2 separate regions of the Mus musculus genome follow, and region 1 is linked to region 2. A link is a contact called in public Micro-C data. All regions are on one chromosome and are shown on one strand. The core of a region is the stretch at or near the end of the contact, and the rest is flanking DNA. Distances in the headings are between cores, read along the strand shown.

What was found. Hi-C and Micro-C count contacts between places; a contact is called where the count stands out from the background.
Region 1: a contact with region 2 is called in a Micro-C map of muscle stem cells, with 7 times the contacts expected there. The contact joins two enhancer-like sites. A contact is called at or near these places in 24 of 484 Hi-C or Micro-C datasets (the 3T3-L1 cell line, the C2C12 cell line, the HPC-7 cell line and 18 more), 6 of 115 datasets of contacts at active chromatin or transcription factors (PVALB interneurons, fetal liver, heart atrium and 3 more) and 3 of 9 other capture datasets (adipose tissue, liver and pancreatic islet).

Annotation. Positions count from the first base shown.
Region 1 is chr2:45,099,458-45,102,544 of GRCm38.p6, reverse strand. The region is part of intron 2 of Zeb2 (zinc finger E-box binding homeobox 2); the gene reads left to right. Among named protein-coding and RNA genes, the nearest start is that of Zeb2os, 10 kb to the left of the region's middle. Within about 2 kb of position 1,669, at least 55 of the 459 cell types and tissues checked have an H3K27ac peak or open chromatin away from gene starts, as enhancers often do. A contact at or near this core is called in cerebral cortex and muscle stem cells, where this site is marked.
Region 2 is chr2:44,998,462-45,001,422 of GRCm38.p6, reverse strand. It overlaps Zeb2 (zinc finger E-box binding homeobox 2), which reads left to right. Exons shown (of 10, transcript NM_015753.4): 7 at 2,431-2,539. Among named protein-coding and RNA genes, the nearest start is that of Mir5129, 23 kb to the left of the region's middle. Within about 2 kb of position 1,337, at least 43 of the 459 cell types and tissues checked have an H3K27ac peak or open chromatin away from gene starts, as enhancers often do. A contact at or near this core is called in cerebral cortex and muscle stem cells, where this site is marked.

The sequences.
Region 1 (3,087 bases), core at 420-2,919, 100 kb before region 2:
GAGATGACAGCCTTTTTGTATCTCAAACTGGATGCTTCAGGATTTGTAGGGAGGGGCTGGTGGTATTCACGTTTTTTCTTGACAGAGAAAGTTTATGCCTAAAGGGCTCCTTCTTGCTGGGGATTGTTTAAACCCTCGTAGGCGGACCTGTCAGCTTTTCCTGTGTTATTTGCCTCCATTTTCAACATGCAAAAGTAGCATGCAGTTGAAGACACCAGAACAAGACCACAGCAATCGCAGGTCCATCTTGTGACAACTTTTCAGGATATTATCTTGCTACAGAACCGGCTTGTCTCCCCCCCCCCTCCCCCGCCCCCTTCTAACCACTTTTAAGATACTAACAGTTCTTCCTCAACAATTAGATCACATACAGTACACACACACACACACACACACACACACACACACACACACACACATAACTTTAGACATACAAGCTTTGCAATAGAAGAGAGGACTGTTTGGGCATTGAGTAGCTGTTCCAACACCTATGTGGTAGACGTCACTTCTGAGAGCAGCAGGAATGGACACATTAAGAATTGCACATGACATGTGACACAGATTCCTAATTCACCACCATTTTCCCAGAAGATTTACAGAATTTACAAACAGAGATTAGCTGCGCACCTTCCACCCCTCCTATCCACTCTCCTATCCACCCCCATGACTCAAGCAATGAAGGATTTAGGCAGATTTACTTCAGTAAACACCTTTGGACACTGGGGGGGGGGGTCTGTTTGCAAAAGGAGGCTTTTGTTAAGTGAGGTACCAGGCAGCTGTGATATTAACCTACCCAGCAATGTGGGTTAACTCTTTGAGTGCCTGGCCCTTTGCAGTCAGCATATGAAATCCTGGCTCTCCAAAGACACTCAGAATCCTGGCTCTCGCAGTTTATTATTCAGACAAGTCTTGTAGACATGAAAACTGTTCAAGCTTTTAAAACAATGTGGTTTAATTAGATGAGGTGGACTTACATTGCTCATAAGCCCTCCAAATGGTGGTTTATAATTGGCAAGGAAAAAAAAAAGATAGAGAAAGGCGAGTCAAGACAGCACATTAAATATTCCAAGAAATATCTTTAGAAAAGCTATTTTCATTTCTAGCTTTTAAAATATTAGACTTGGGTTGCTAGAGGGGATGAAGCAGTCGGGGTCTCTCTCTCTCTCTCTCTCTCTCTCTCCTTACTGTGAGAGATACCAGAAGTTTGTGAGGAAGAAAGGGGCTTCAACTTGAAAAGCTGCAAAGGCCAATCGGACAGTTACATTATCTCAGTCCTAGCATCATGGCAGTGGGAAGGTCTTGCCTATCTGTCAAAGCTAGAGAGGTCATGTGAACCTCAGAGTCAGGCCCTCGGGCAGCAGCTTGAGACTTTCCAAAGCAAGCAGAGAGGTTTTTATGAGGAAGGGGTTAATGGTTATTTTTTTTGTTGTTGTTGTTGGGCACAAGAATAACTTTACAGGTGTTGCATTTGGGCTTAAATAAGATCGCCTTTTTTAGTTTCAAAGAGCGTGTAGGTGTCAACGTTCGAGCAGCCATAAATGTGTGAGAAAGTAAAGGGTATGAGACATGACAGAATTAAAGGTGTTTGCTATGTCGTTACACCGTGTGTCAGGCTGCAAGCTCCCTTTGTCACAGCCTCCTGGTGATTTGACAGCGCAGATCTACTTCCCTTCTAGGTGAGACAGCATTTTTTAACTGGAGTTATAAATACAGTACACCCTTTGGGTTACACCCTGCGTCCTAGATCCATGAATCCCATTTGAAATATCTTGCCCTAAGACACAATGAACAAACACCCATACACAAGGGGGCTGTGGGCTGGGGCCTGCCCAGCGCCAGAGTCACAGTAGCTGGCATTGACTGTTGTTTGGCAAGAAGATGCTCTGCCAAATCATCCAATAATTAAGTTTTATGTTATTTGTATGAACGACCAAGCATGCAGTATTCCTTTTCAAAGCAAAAGGAGGCTTACAATTACTTTTTGAACACTTTCGGAGCATGGTCAGGTCACAGTTTGGGGCTGAATTAAAATGATCTCATTCATGATCTAATTGAGGCTGGCACCACCTTATAGCAGTAGCAGGAGTACATAAATATAAATCAAAGACCAAAATTTAACAAATCATATCATTTGCTAGAAATCTGCTCATGAATTATTCTCCAATTGCCAACCCAGAAGTTAAACTTTGTCTCTTCTGAGCAACAGTAGCTGCCGATTTTTTTTTTTTAAAGGCTTCTGAGAGGAAAGTTACAGGAGCTGAACAGAGAAAGGAGAAGGAAGATGACCTATGTTTCCTCAGATAACCGTGGTGTTTGTGACCCAAGAAAGTATGAGCGCTGATAAAGCCATGCCCAGGAACAGGGGGCACCGCAGACCTGCTTAGACATTACTGTGGGCTTTCAGAAGCCAGACTCAGGAAAGCAAGGACTCTGACATATAGTGTAGGGAGGAGAAAACATGTCCAAAAAGACCTGACTGAAACTTTGCTTTCATTTTTTGACTGAGGGATGCAGTCATCAGAATGGTTCACCCTTGCTTGCAGTTATTTCCCTTACCGAGCTGGGTTGAAACACTGAGACTTGAAGCTGCCATTCTGGTAAAGAAGGTGAGACAGGACCATTACTGTACATATTCGAGTTACTTCTCCTATTTTAACTACAAAATTACTACTCAGATAACTTCTCAATCAATAGGTCAAAGAATCCATTCTAGTATAACTCCCATTTTGGGCTTCTTCTCCATCTTTGTGTATCCGGGAATCATTTTTACTTTTGTTGTAGTATAAACTGGGAAAGGTTGAATTCTTAACTTGAATTCTTTGAAGTTAATTTTTTACATCTCATTTGTATGAAGGTATTCCTTCTATCATATAACGAATACAGAGTTGGTCAGTTTACTCAACTTAACCTAAAGGAAGGCATGAATCTAAGTCTCCAGTAAAGTGATTTCTTTCTTTTGAGAGTACGTAATTACCCAGAACGATTTTCCATGACAACAAGACACATTCCACATAAAAACCAGCAATAGCTACATTGCTTAAATGAAAGAATATCAGGTTTTTGTTCCTTACAGACTGTTTCGTGTTT
Region 2 (2,961 bases), core at 88-2,587:
TAGTCTTATGTTCACGATCGAATGAGTGTGTTAATTTCTAATTTAGAAATTTTATTTGCACTTTAACTTGACTTTAGTTTCATTTTTATGTTCCACAAAAAGTGAATGAAATTGTAGCATTTTAATTATACATTATTAAACATCTCAGCAATTTTAATTCCATTTTTCACCTAGTTTTGCTTAGGCATTTTTTTTTATATAGGACCTAATACATAGCAAAAGAAGTGCATATTTCTCTCATTTGTCACGAAACACTTTTAAATTACTTAGAATACTTTACAAGCTTACTAATTTATGAAATATGTTTTTAAGGAGATAGAAAGGCCATATAAGTTATATGCATATACACATAATAAATTGGAAAAGTGATAAATGATAAAAAACATTGGTTATAATTAAAATGACTCCATCTCAATATACATGCTTGTAGTTAAATGCCAAAATTGTTCTGCCTCTTTTAGCCTACTTGTTTTAAAAATAAGAACTCTGGCTTGGAAAGGTAGGAATAGGGTCTTAAATCCTTGAAATGACTGAGTAGGGCTAATTCACAGCATCTCTTAAATGTTTCAGCAAAACTGCTCTTTCTATCCTCCTGGGAGAATTGACTGTGCAAATTGATATTATGATGTGTTGGGTGGTCACAGTAATGGTGTTTCATAAGTCACAATAACTGGTCCTACAGATACAGAATTGCCCCTAAATGAACTTTGATATTATATATTTTTGAGATGGTTAAATATGACATTCTCTATAAAACTCCGATTTGTCCTCATAGGCCTTATTGTCTTTGAATAAGGAAAAGAAGACACAAACTCAATTAAGCAAGAATGGCAATACTGTGTTACAAATTTTTACTATTTAAGGCACTATATCACATTATCACACCATTTGTTTCTGATTGGACTTGTGAGTTGAATGTTTTCCAAAGATCAGCTATAAGTAATACGCTTGTGCAGTTACACTTTTGTAACAGTTTATCTTCTCATGCTTCTATGCACAAAAAAACTCTAGGAAAAAAAAAAAGCCTAGATATTTATCTAGTATAACTGCTTTAAATTTCACATGCAGAAGTGTGATTGTGTTGGCGCATTATGAATGGTAGCTTTGGTGTTGAAAAGTCCCCTCATTTGCTCATGGCATTTACAATTAGTAAATTAAAATGATTGTATCATATTAACAGTGGCACAACTAAAGTTTATAGTAGTCCTCTGAGGGCTGTGGGGGAGACAAAGCAGCTGTTGCTGTTTGTTTATGCAACTCGGCAACATATGAGCACTGGTCCCTCAATGGCGCTCGGCGGGTTGGGCTCCGCTTGATCTTTGAAGGTTGCTGCTGTTTGAACAAACCTCCCTGTGTCCCATGTAACACCATCTGTCTCACTAGGAATGTGGGAAGATTCAGCACACCCTAGCAGTTGTCACACCGTTTCTGGGCTGTCTTTTTGCAAAAGGCTTTTGTGTCATTGCTGCAGAAAAAGGCTGGCCTCCTACCTTGAGCATCCAGAGTGGATGACTGTTGGGTTGTTGTTTTTTTTTTTCCCCCTTAGAATTTCAAGTCACACTGCGTTTCCCCCTTGTTCAAAAAGGTCAGCGGTGTTGGATGGTATCTGTGCTGCCTCTAACTTGTCTTTTCAGCAAACTTTTTTTTTTCTGTTGGTTCTTGCACACTACTAAAACGGAAAATGAAATGTCATTGAAGTCTTTCCTACTGACTTGTGATAAAGCTGTTCAAGCAGACATAACCCAAGATGTTGTCTCTTATTTGATAATGAATCAAATCTGATAGGCAGCACCTAAGAAAAACACAGTTAACATGGGCCAGTAGCACAGTGAATGGGATATTTAAACAGGCATACCAAATATTTATAGTCAAAGGGTTTTTTTTTTTTTTGATTTTGTCTTTTATTTGGGGGTGGGGAGAGGTCTCCATTTCTTTAAATTTCAGTTTGATTTAGTTTACACTTTTACCTGGAAACAGAAAACTTCACAAAAATTTGTTTTAAGTGTGGGTTAAAAGAAAAGAACAATTTTATAATTTTCAGGAAAGTATTTTTTTCCTCCTCAAGCCAGCCGTGTTTTGAAAGGAAGCCTTTAGGGTTCAGATTCTGCACTAAACCAAAAGGAGCCATGAGCATCTCTACAATCATACTTCTCATCTCAAGGGTCAAAGAAATGCTGTAGAAAAAAGATGTCAGGCGTAATTGTGAAGCAAGGGTCCGACGTGCACGGGAAGCACTTTCTTAAAAGAGAAAAATTCCCATTTTATTACCAGCATTACCACTTTTATTGCAACTCTGAAAGTCTGACCAGATAAATAAGCATGAACTCAGACCTCTCAGCCTGTCTAAAAAAGAGGTCTTGGGAAAGATTCCTAAGCAAGCTCCTTTGTGCCTCCTGAACAAAGATGACGGCCATTTTTCTCCTTTTACAGCACCAAATGCTAACCCAAGGAGCAGGTAACCGCAAGTTCAAGTGCACGGAGTGTGGCAAGGCCTTCAAGTACAAGCACCACCTGAAAGAACACCTGAGAATTCACAGTGGTGAGTCACAGGGGGGTCGCTGCATTGCATTCTTTCCTACTAGAGAAGATTGTGGAGACCTTTTCAGTGTACACAGTCCCGGGTGGAGTGTTGTGGGCTTACCCCTTTATTTCATAAGCTCTAGGAGTCTTGGAGAGTCTTATGGTATCCTATAAATGCTTATCCTTCTTACAATTCACAAGGGCTTTGATTTGTGTTTTCTGCTAAATCTAGAGACTTTTACAAAACCGTATAACTTTGACCTGGAGATATTTGGGCTGCAATTTCAGAAAGATATTCATTTTTTTTTTGATACCTAAACTTACAAGAAAAAGTGGGAGAAAATTGGACAGGAACTTGCATATGCTAACCATTTCTTGACTCCTGATAGCTATACATCATAAACCCACATCCTACCGCTGAGATTTCTGCTTTATACATAG